2 separate regions of the Mus musculus genome follow, and region 2 is linked to region 1. A link is a contact called in public HiChIP or PLAC-seq data. All regions are on one chromosome and are shown on one strand. The core of a region is the stretch at or near the end of the contact, and the rest is flanking DNA. Distances in the headings are between cores, read along the strand shown. Region 1 overlaps Lpcat3 (lysophosphatidylcholine acyltransferase 3). Region 2 overlaps Cd9 (CD9 antigen).

Region 1 (6,307 bases), core at 413-2,912:
GGATGCAGATAGGGTCTGTCAGTGATGCCTCAAAATCAGTCCGAATGTCTGTTGTCGCTCCCCTACTGAAATGGAGAGATGATGTTGTGTCGCCCCTTGTATGTTACAGCTGTAGGGAATACTAAGGTCTGGATATCAGGCACAAGGACATGTTCTTGGCATTGCTTTTGCCATCTGATTAGCTAGGATGTGCTCCTGAGGGGACACTCAGGATGACTTTCCCTGAACTAATAATAATAGTAAGAAGTTGGTGTTGGGCCAGGCGTCTTGTCGCACGCCTTTAATCCCAGCACTCGGGAGGCAGAGGCAGGTGGATTTCTGAGTTCGAGGCCAGCCTGGTCTACAAAATGAGTTCCAAGACAGCCAGGGCTATACAGAGAAACCCTGTCTCAAAAAACCAAAAAAAAAAAAAAAAAAAAAAAAAAGAAGAAGTTGGTGTTGGGAGAGCCTGACTCCAGAGTCCACTAGTTCCTCGTTCAGCAGTCCTAGCATTCATTCAGCTTTTGTTGATACTGGTTAGGCCGTCACATTCCTAGATCAGCCATTAGCATTGAAGTGGAAAGGCTGCCTTCCTAAAAGCACTCGGCTTCAATGGAGCAAGTAAAGAAACACTCTTGGCGGGGCTTTGGGAAAATCAGGGTTTAAGCTGTTTTGATACATTGAGGAAAACAGGTCTCATGTACCCCGGGGCTGTTGTCAAAGGCTGTCCTGAAACATCTGGTCCTCCTGCCTCTGTACATCTGTAATTTACAGATGTACACTATCCATCTCTGGTGTTAAAAAATACTTCTTAAAATTCTTAGAAATGCTTTTCTTTTTCCACTGTCCATCACTTCATCTGCTGGTGTCCCACAGCCCCAGGTGTGGTGCTCACACCAGTAATCCCACAGTCCTGGCACTAGAGAGGCAGGAGGATCTGGACTCTGAGTTGAGGGATAGCCTTGGCTTATAAGTTCCAAGCCAGTGTGCTCTACATACCAAGATCCTGTCTCTAAAATGAATAAGACAGGTCACTGTCAAATCCTCCAGCCCAGAGCTGTAGCTTAGTTACCACTAACTTGCTTGCTGCTGGCCGATTATGCCCTCGTTGGGATCCCCGATACTGCGAAATAGCAGTAATAAGACTATCTCCCTCTGCCCTCCATCCCTGGTCACTTCCGGACATTTGTCCTTAGTCCCTTCTCACTGTTATCAAAATGCTAAAGAGACTCAAGCCCAGGACTTTACTGTAGAGTAGAGGAGGAATAGAGTGTCCAGTATTAGACACATAGGGTGCAGGACATTACTGTAGAGTGGAGAAGGAATACAGTATCCAGTATTAGACACATAGAGTGCAGGGAGATGCTTACGTGCGGCATTAAAATGAAATCATCCAGTTTAAGATTCACTATATATGTTGCCCAAGCTGACCTTAAATTCCTGGGTTCAAACCATTCGTATTCCCAGCTGGCTGGGACTACAGGCACGTGCCACCCACACTTCATCCACCCTAAAAGAAGATTTTTTTAAACATTTTTAAACAGGGAGTTAAGCATAAAAATACATGAGCATGTGCATTTGAACAAGAGCTGGATTTAGGTTGTTGTCTAAAGACCAAGAACATAGCTGCAGCTTTACAGAGGAACAGTTTAGTTATTAATGACACCACTCCCAGGACACTGCCAAGTTCCAAGGCCAGTGGCGAAAGGAGTAGATCCGAGTCAGGAGCAGTGGAGACTAATGTGAGCCCCACTCTGTTAACTTCAGCACACCAGTCATCCCCTTTGGGGCTCAGTTTCTTATCTGCCTAGTGAAGGCTTTGAGTATTTGATCTCTAAGGTTTCTTCAGTTCCAGGAATCTATGACTCAGCTGAAGATATGCAAGGTTACCAGAGTGTAGAAGCTAGGGGTGGCACCCTGCCCAGACTTCCAGGCAGGCTTAATCTAGACCATCAAAAGGAATCTGTCTTGAGCAGATTCAGAGATAAGCTACACCACTCCTAAATGGCCCTGGTCTACAAGCCTTGCAGCTATAGAGTGCACCCGTAATGAAGCCCAGCACTGAGCACTTAACAGTAACTCATTTCGACACTTCAGCAGGTCCGGCCGGCCTTCCCACCTCATTTTGTGTGTCTGCCTTTTCTATCAGGTCTCTTACACGGGGAATTCCCATTGCTGGTGAATGAATGGAAGGGGGAAATGAAAGACTTTAAGTGACAAATCTTCAGAGTAAAGAAAAAATGCTAAAATTACCATATGAAAATATTTGACAAAAGCAAACTGAAAATAAATCATATCTGAATGTCGTCCATCTGTGCATTTGTGCATGTGTGCACGTGTGGTGGTGCACACCTTTGATGCCAACATTTAGGAGACAAACGCAGGAGAATGGCTGATTATTTAAAAAAGAAGAAGCTAGCCGGGCGTGGTGGCGCACGCCTTTAGTCCCAGCACTTGGGAGGCAGAGGCAGGCGAATTCCTGAGTTCCAGGACAGCCTGGGCTACAGAGTGAGTTCCAGGACAGCCTGGGCTACATGGAGAGACCCTATTTTAATCCCTACCCCAACATTTTTTATTTAAAAAAGACTGAATGTATATTTATCATGAGTTCAGGAATCCATAGCATAATAAAGATAGGATGGCTGACAGTTTGAGGCCAGTCTAGGCTACATATTGAAGACACTGCTACTATTAAAATAAAATAAAATAAAATAAAATAAAATAAAATAAAATAAAATAAAGAGGTACTCCTAGAACTCAGGAAGCACTAGCAAGGGGTCTAACAGTTCCAGGTCAGCTAGGGCTCCATAGTAAGACCTTGTCGAAGGAAGGAAGGAAGGAAGGAAGGAAGGAAGGAAGGAAGGAAGGAGAGAGAAGGGAAAGGAAAAAGGAAAGGAGAAAGAAAGAAAAGCTGAGTGTGGTGTTGTCTGCCTTTGGATTCCAGCTTTTGGAAGATAGAGGCAGGAAAATCAGGAGTTCAACGTCATGTTTGGCCACTATGGTAAGTTCTAGACCAGTCTGGGCTCCATGAGAACAGATAGATAGATAGATAGATAGATAGATAGATAGATAGATAGATAGATAGATAGATAGATAGCCTAGCAACAAATGAGCCACATTGCTCTGCCTTCCGGTGGCTACTTTGTGAAGACTGGCAGATGTGCCTGCAGCCATATTTGATTCCGTTGTCTGAGGTATCAGCTTCTATAGAGGAAAGGAAGGAAAGGAGAAAATAGCCAGCTTCTATCTTAAGTTCCTCTCTCCAAGAGAGAAGCGGGCTCTGGATGAGTAGCTCTATGGAGTAGACTGCTGCCTCTCCTGCCCTGTCTTCTCCTGTTGCCCTGGAGGAGAGTGTCCTTGGCTTGGATGTTCTCCCGTCCCATCTGCAGGGAAAGGTTGGGTGCCCCCCGCCCCCAAGTCCCCTTTTCTCAAAGTAAACCATTCCCGTGGTTGGGTACTTGTTTTCTACTCCACTTTTCTTCTCCCATGAAACATATGGAACTTCTGTCTTAGAAAAGTTTCATTTCAGCCAGGCGGTGGTGGCGCACTCCCTTAATCTCAGTGCTCAGGATGCAGAGGCAGGTGGATTTCAGAGTTCAAGACCAGCCTGGGCTACAGCATGAGTTCCAAAGAAACCCTGATGTAGAAAACAAAGAGAAAAAAATGTTTCGTTTCCTCAGTAGCAAGTCCTTGAAGGACTTCATTTGTAGTCTCCCTTTCTACCTGTCCCCACCCTCAGGGCCAGCGGATCCTGTCTCTGTGCCCGCCCATCCAGCTGCCAAGAACTTATCATGAGGCTCCGTAACGGTTGAATTTCCGCATTGGCTTTTACCTTTGGTGATATTTGACAGTTTGTATAACTTTATCTATCTGTCTTCTGTCTGTCTATCTATCTGTTTTGTACATGGATATGTGTGGCATTCAGGTGGCATAGCACACATATGGAGCTTACAGGGATCCCATTCGGGTCATCAGGTCACCCGTGGAGCCACCTCCATGGCACCTATGACAACTGATGTGAGTGAGCTCTTCCCTATCTGAAATGATCTCTCCTCCTGGATGTAGTAGGTTTGCCTCCTTGTTTTTCTGGGGCCTTTGTTCTCTCAGGCTCTTTGGCTTCCACTCCCTTAAATATAGGCATTTGCCAGCATTCAGCCTTTTGTCTGCCTTTTTTATGGTCTGCCTGTTTCTTTATCTCTCTTCCTGGTTTTATATATCACTAACAATACCACTGCAGCAGCCAATCTCTGTTTCCCTTTGAGTGATACCACTTTCTTCCTAACCAACAAGTCATGCAGCCGGCAGCCTTGAGATAAGTAGCTTCAAGTCAAGGTACAAATAAGTGCCCGATGGTGCGGGGACCTAACAAATCAGTCCCATAGAGAGAGGCGCAGAGGCTGGGCCTGCCTCTAAAACTGCTGTACTTAAAGCTATGCTGTGCAGTTTGTTCTTTCCTGTCTCTCTCATGAGCACCCCTGTTTAAAAAAAAAAAAGGAGGTGGGGCTGGCCGTCAGATGGCCCATGGCTCGAATCTCAACACTTACTCTCTGTGAGTTTAAGGTGAGCAAAGTAAGTTCCAGGACACCCAAGGCTACACAGTAAGACCCTGCTTAAAAAACAAAAACTGGGGCTGGAGAGATGGCTCAGCGGTTAAGAGCACTGACTGCGCTTCCAGAGGTCCTGAGTTCAATTCCCAACAACCACATGGTGACTCACAACCATCTGTAATGGGATCTGCTGCCCTCTTCTGGTGTGTCTGAAGAGAGCTACAGAGTGTTCACATATATATAATATAAACTGGGGTCTGGTGAGATGGTTCAGTGGCTGAGAACACTGCTGCTCTTCCAGAGGTCATGAGTTCAATTCCCAGCAACCACATGGTGGCTCACAACCATGTGATCTGATGCCCTCTTCAGGCAGGCGGATGTATATGCAGCAGAGCACTCATACATTAAATAAATAAAATTTAAAAAAATAAATAAAATAAAAACTGGGGAGGTTGAGGCTGTTAGAACACCTGGGGAGCACACTCAGGACCACAGGTTCAGTCCCAAGCATCACAAGAAGAGAAAGGATGTCGTGGATGGCCTGGGCTGAAAACTCATCCCAGAATATGGCAGACATAAAGGAGCAGCCGGTGTGTATCTGTGTGTGTGTATGGTGCGTATGTGTGCATGTGTGTGCACATGTATATGTATATCTCTTAAGTGACACAACTCTGGGAGCCCTCTGCCTCATCCTGCCGTCTTAATTACGATTCAGAGTGTCGTGGGAGGTTTCATTGCAGTGTTTGTTAGAACTGAGAGACAAAGTCTGGACAGGATACAACTGTAATCTGACATCTGGGCAGCTGGCTCAGGAGGATTAAGAGTTTGAGTTAAACAGAGTTCCTGGCCTGTCAGAGCTAAATAGAAAGATTCTGTCTTGATGTTTGGCCAAGGTGATTGATTTGCTGTGCAGTCCGTCAAACAGAATTACGGCAGCTTAGTTTGATAGTTTTAATTGGCTTTACTTTTAACTCGTAACAATAAAAGGGCTGGCAAGGGGGCTCAGCACGTGTAAGCACTTGGGGCTCAAGCCTGGACACCAGAGTGAGACCCCTGGGATCCAAGTGAAGGTGGACACGGAGAACTAGTGACAGTCTTTGTTCTGAGCACCACACAAGCACACATGCATGTGCACAGCTTACGCACAGTAATCATAGTATAACATTTTTTTGAAGATTAGGGAATACTTCGTTCTATAAAATAGAATATCAAGTGGAGAACACATGAAGAGTGGTTTTTGGTTTTTTTTTTTTTAATTGTTTTCAGAATTTGAGTTTTTGTTGTTGTTGTTTGGTTTTTTTCTGCACAAGTGTTTTGCCTACATGTATGTATATGCACCGTGTGCATGCATGGTGCCCACTGAGGTCAGAAGAAGCCATCAGAGTCCCTGGAACTGGAGTTAGAAATGGCTGTGAACGACCATGTGGGTTCTAGGAACTGAACCTGGGTCCCATGCAAGAATAAGTGCTTGTCCTTCGCCACTGGGCCATCTTTCCAGCCCTGGAAGGGAGATCGTAACAGAAAAGACCTAGAGAGAGCAGATGCAGGCTGGAAACTGGTCCTTTCAGTTGGCTCTCTAACCCCAATGTGTTCTTACGGGCTTGATCTAGTTTATTTCAACTGGCTCTCAGCGGCCTCCAAGCAGGGAGCTCCAGGAGTCAGGAGGTAAATGGAGCTTGCTGAGAACTTAGAGCTGTGTCAGGGACAGGTTCACATGAGTACAAGACCCTGAGAGTCCCTTCCTGGTTACATCACAGAGTCTGGGCACCTCCTGCTTACTA
Region 2 (5,599 bases), core at 995-3,494, 780 kb after region 1:
CAATGTGAGTGGTTACTGGGGAGGAGGCAGGGGAGGGCAAAGACTCTTAAAATCTTATCCACACCCAAACAATGCAAATCCCTGGATCTGGAACCAGAGTGGATAGCCCTGGCTACATTTATTCCAGCTCACCAGGCTATGCCCAGAGTCCACCCTACGGTGACACTCTTGAGAAGCCACAGCTGCTGAGCAGAGACTACCTTTGTGAAGCCCCCTTCTGTCCTGAGAGAGGTTGTAGTGCCTCCCATAATAATAAAAAATGTATTTTTTATATTATGTGTATGTCTCTGTTGACGTAGGTGCTTATGAATGCAGTTGCCCTTGGAGACTAGAAGAGGGCGTTACAGCCCCTGGAGCTAGAGTTACAGGCAGTTGTGAGCACCCAACCCATCGGTGCTGGGACTTGAACGTGGGTCCTCTGCATGAGCACTACACACTCTCGCCCCTGGCCACTTCTTCAGCCCCAGTACCTCCCGTCTTGCTACCATGCTCTAGCCAACCTTGGGAAGGGCACAGTGACATGGCAGGAGCCCCAGCTTTAAAGCCCAGAAAGCTTAGCTTTGAAAGCCAGTTCTGTAATCCCAGAGAAACGTATTTATGAAAAAAATTGCTTTAGGGTGGATAGATAGTGAGACACTGTCTCTTCAAGTAAGCTCTGGCTGGCCTGAAACACCATGTGTAATGGCCTGGCCAGAAGCTCAGAGCTGCCTGCTTCTGCCTCCCAAGTGCTGGGCTTAAAAATGTACACCTCAGCTGGGCAGTGGTGGCACATGCCTTTAATCCCAGCACTCGGGAGGCAAAGGCAGGCAGATTCCTGAGTTCGAGGCCAAGCCAGGTCTACAGAGTGAGTTCCAGGACAGCCAGGGCGATATGGAGAAACCCTGTCTCGAAAAACCAAAAAAGATGTGCACCTCTCCCAGGTGTGGTAGTATACCCTTTACTTTCTCTTTTCCTTCCTTCCTCTTTTTCCCTCCAAGATAGAAAGGGTATCACTATATGGCTCTGACTGTCCTAGAGCTCACAGAGATCCACCTGCCTCTCTCTGCCTCCCAAATGCTAAGATTAAATGTGTGAGTCACTATGGCCAGCTAACACAACTTTAATCCCAATACACAGAGGCAGATGGATCTCTGTGAGTTCTTGGTCAGCTTGTTTTACATAGTGAGTTCCAAGGCAGCCAGGGTACGTAGTAACCCTGTCTTAGAAAAAGAAAAGAAGAAATGGCAACTTGTTTGTTTTTTAAAATAAAACACAGGGTGATTGGGGTTGAGAGATGGCTCACTAAGAATGTTTGCTATGCACCCATCCATGATGACCCAAGTCTGAGATCCCAGAACCCACACCCACATAAAAAAAAAGCCAGGTTATACGTGTGTGCCAGCCCTGGGAAGTGGAGCCAGTCAGATCCCAGGAGATAGCTGGCTGGCTGGTCAGCTTAGCTGAAAAAAAAGAACTTCAGGTTCAGTGAGAGACTGGGCCTCAATGATCTGGAGAGCACAAGAGACACCCAGCATTCCTTCTGGCTCCCACATGTGCATACATAGATTTAAATGACTGGGGGCTTGAGGCACACATAGAGGCACCGGGTTCAATCTTTAGTACCACAGAAAGAGGGATGACAACAGTGCAGTCTCCTGGAACTGTTGTGACGTGTGTAATGAGGTAGTACACACATTCACAAACACACACACACACACACACACACACACACACACACACACACACACGGCAACTGTTATTAATCCCAACACTATAAGGCCTAGGTAACCACTGCAAAAACCCATGTGATTTTTATGTACTTGACACTCTCTCCCTATTCTCCCACTAGGGTCAGAGAGACTTCTTCAGATAGGTGAAAAAAACAAGAGTGGGAGATATGCCTCCTCACAGAACACAGCACATTACGTGACAAGGACTTTTGGCAGGTGCCACAGTGACCTCACCGTCGTCCCCCATCTGCAGCATCCAGCGTAGGGCGGGACTCTGCAGGCAGAGACCGTGAGATTGGCCTGCAGCTGATGCTCATAGGCAGCCCAGAGCAGAGCACACACAGTGGGCATTTGTGCCTCTCTCGCCTCCTCCTATCGCCGTTGTGACGTGAAGTCACGTGGGGTTACTGGAAAACCCCACAGTGCATGAATATGGGTATTGTTTCTGTGCATGCCTGGCCTAGACTGGGCAAGGGGACAAACGCAGCTTGTCCTCAAGTCATCTCCCTGGCCAGCCAACGTAGTGGGGCCTGAACATGGGAGGCAGTGCAGTTCCGTGCACGGCCCCTGGGGAGGAACGCCAGCTGCCAAGGGGACACCACTGACTGTGGCAGAAGTACAGCCGTGGTTTCTGACTGTCGGATCAGGGCAAGACATAAAAACATGAGATAGAGTCAAATGCAAACAAATATAGTCCACACCCCGGTATGGGAGCTTGGACACCCTGGTAAGGCCAGGGCAGCCTGGGAACCAAGAGCCTTGAAGGAGGGGGCAGTTCTCACAGAGAGAGAATGTTTCCCTAGTGGGCCTCTTGGTTCATATGACAGATCAACCCCAGAAAGATTTTAAACTAAATGTCTGTTGGCTTTAACTCTTGTTCAGATAGCTGCAGCTCTGGAAGTGTCTCTGTTTAGCCTTCTCTAGTCAGGAGCAAGAAGACAGCAACCCTGGCAGGTAAGCTATAGAAATGGCTCATCTGGAAGCTGGTCTCCCAACCCTAGTGAGTCATGGACTCAATGCGAGCCTCCTATTGTATCTTTACAGATGTGTAAAGAAGGGCTAGATAGAGCTCAAACCCAGGGCTTCCTGACGGTGAGGCTGGTCTTCACTTCTGAGCTCCAGCTCGGAGCTCCGCCCCACCTCTTGGCCTGCTTTAGAAAAGAACCGTCTCTTGCTTCCTTTTGGGAAAGCGGCAGCTCACAGCCCCACACCCGGCCCTTGTTAGCAAGGGCTGGCAGTGTTAAACGACAAAGCGTTCCCTTTTATAAAAGGAGTGAATGTTAGCTTTCTGTCTGACTCATGGAAAAATATATTCGTCAGAGGGCCTTCATCAGGATCTCCACGCTAAATTGCTTAAGGGCTGTTTATTATACAGTTTTTTTTTTTCTCTTGGGCTGACATTATAGGTCTATTTAAATGGGGTGGCGTAGCATATGTCAGGGTGCCCTTTGCACAGGAAGTGGGGTGCTCTGTCCCACCTGTGTATTGGGCTCTGAGCCCCGACTAGCGAGGACACAAAAGCCTTCCCTGGAGGCCCAGCTCTATCTAAGTCATAAGCATTTCCCGCCGACCATTTGGTTCATTATCCCCAAACACCTGGCCCCCACTCTACTCCCTCCCCCACCCCAGCTCATTCCTGCCTTCTCTCCCTCCCACGGCCGGTTACTCTCATTCAGAAGAGTCACTGGTATATGCTGAGCATGGCACCCTCAGAGAAGTGTGGGTCCCACGTCTGCCGTGCCGGATTCAGGTGGGAAATGGACAATCCTCCATGGCAGACGTACCCAGTGCAGGGAGGCCACCTTACTGAGGACATATACCCAGAATGTCCCAAGCACTTGGGATGGACACTCATGGCCTGTGGCCACACCCCCTAAATTCCTTCACTCTGGCCATGGTTCTAGAAGGACACCAAGTTAAGAGCTGTGGGCCCCGGGGCTGGGAAATGTAGTTCTGTGACATGTCTGACATGTTGGTAAGCCTGGGACTGTGTCCTGCTGACAGGATGAATGTACCAGGGCTGACCTGGAGAGAAAGCCCTTCTATGGGTAAGGAAGGTATCAGCTGTTCTGCTAAGTCTTGCATTTCTGCCTCACTACACACCCTTTCTTGACTGTACGAGCTGTGGTCTCACGTCAGGAAACCTGAACAAAAAAAAGGTTGCCTGAAAAGTCAGCTACACACTTTGGCAGGTCTGAGGTTGGCCACCCTATCATGCCAGAGAAATCAGCCTGGGTGGGTATAACCAGTCCTTCTAGCACATGTGTCGGGAGGACTGTGGTTCTCACAAAGGGCTGGTCTCACGGTCCAATGGGAAAGAGGACCCAGAGGGCAAAGCCTTCTTGGCCCTTTGCCCAGGGACAACAACTTCACAGTTTCCCAAAATATAATGGTTGTCCAGGCAGGGTCTAAACCTAGGTACCACCCAGTTCCCTGACGTTTCAGAGTCTTTGGCAGTAGCCCCTTGGCCCTGGAAGCAGAACCCTTAGAAAGCTTGATGGCACAGGCCTTTAATACTAACCACTCAAGAGGCTGAGGCAGGAGAGACTACAAGTTCAAGGCCAACCTAAATTCAAGGGCAAGCTTGAACAGCTTAGTGAGAGCCTGTCTCAAAGTCTTAAGGGAAAAAGAGGGCTCGGGATACAGCTCAATGACAGAGCGGGTACCTAGACTGCTGCAGGGCCTGCATTCAGTCTCCAGGAGCCTCCCTCCCCCAAATCATCATCATCATCATCATCATCATCATCATCATCAACAACAACAACAATCACTACCCTAAAATGCTAACAGGGCCCAGAGCAAAGGGACTTAGTACTGACAAAGTTGAGGATGCCTGCTGGCTTGGACTCTGCTGTCAATCATCCTTCGGTCTCTGTAGGGAGGACCACTGAAGACCACTTTGACACTGTAACAGTCGGGAGAATTAGAACCCCAGGAGGCTCCCGGAATTGGCTCCTCTTCCTCCACTCAGGTGGTAACGGCTCTCCGTCTCCTTGCACGGTTTCCTTACCTACCAACAGCTCACCAGGGCCATTCTGAGCCTTAACTTAATATGACTCAAAAGGTCACTTCTTACAAGGGGAGCCCTCCTTGCCATGGAGTACAGAGAATTCCAGAAGGAGCTAGGGTTTATGTTCTAGGGACGAGAGCTTGGGCTGTGAGATGGGAGCTATTCCCTGCACCTTGTGGGGTTTCAGGGATGGAGCCAGTGAACTACACCAGGGTGGGGCTCAGGCGTGGGAGTGGTTTCTTCCCAGTTCACCAGGGTCACCAGTGAAAATCTTTCTTTCCTAATCTAAAAATATACAGAATTAGCCTGAGTACTGTTTTTTTTTTTTTTTTGGTTTTTCGAGACAGGGTTTCTCTGTATAGCCCTGGCTGTCCTGGAACTCACTTTGTAGACCAGGCTGGCCTCGAACTCAGAAATCCACCTGCCTCTGCCTCCCAAGTGCTGGGATTAAAGGCGTGCACCACCACCACTGCCAGGCTAGCCTGAGTCCTGAATGCTGGGAACAACTACCAGGTGATCAGGAGCAGTCAACAGGAAGGAGGCCTGCCTAGGGAGTCAGAACTCTTTTGGAAGACACAGGGACTATTGGGCCCTTGGTCAGGAGATCAGCTTGAGAAGGTACCCGTTCCTGCCCGTAGATCTGCCTGTGGTCCTTAGGGAGTGAGCTCACAGCTCCCGTGTGCTGGGGCACGGAGTGTGCCGGGCTCCCCTCATCACCTTGCTCCTGCTACAGCTACTCAGGGAAGCACACCCCACCCCACCCTCTCCTGCTCTCCTGGCATTCCTGCTTAGAATCAAAGCTTTGTTGCTAAAACAAGTCAGGGCACTATGGAAACATGTTCCCTAAAAACTCTGCTTGTAGTTTAAAAAAAAAAAAAAA

Evidence for each region. HiChIP or PLAC-seq counts read pairs in DNA pulled down with a chosen protein or histone mark.
Region 2: a contact with region 1 is called in an HNF4G HiChIP or PLAC-seq map of pancreatic cancer cells. The contact joins two enhancer-like sites. A contact is called at or near these places in 2 of 115 datasets of contacts at active chromatin or transcription factors (microglia and pancreatic cancer cells).

Annotation. Positions count from the first base shown.
Region 1 is chr6:124,681,994-124,688,300 of GRCm38.p6, forward strand. The region is part of intron 1 of Lpcat3 (lysophosphatidylcholine acyltransferase 3); the gene reads left to right. Among named protein-coding and RNA genes, the nearest start is that of Lpcat3, 22 kb to the left of the region's middle. Within about 2 kb of position 1,663, at least 137 of the 459 cell types and tissues checked have an H3K27ac peak or open chromatin away from gene starts, as enhancers often do. A contact at or near this core is called in pancreatic cancer cells, where this site is marked.
Region 2 is chr6:125,465,382-125,470,980 of GRCm38.p6, forward strand. The region is part of intron 2 of Cd9 (CD9 antigen); the gene reads right to left. Among named protein-coding and RNA genes, the nearest start is that of Gm28809, 6.7 kb to the right of the region's middle. Within about 2 kb of position 2,245, at least 175 of the 459 cell types and tissues checked have an H3K27ac peak or open chromatin away from gene starts, as enhancers often do. A contact at or near this core is called in pancreatic cancer cells, where this site is marked.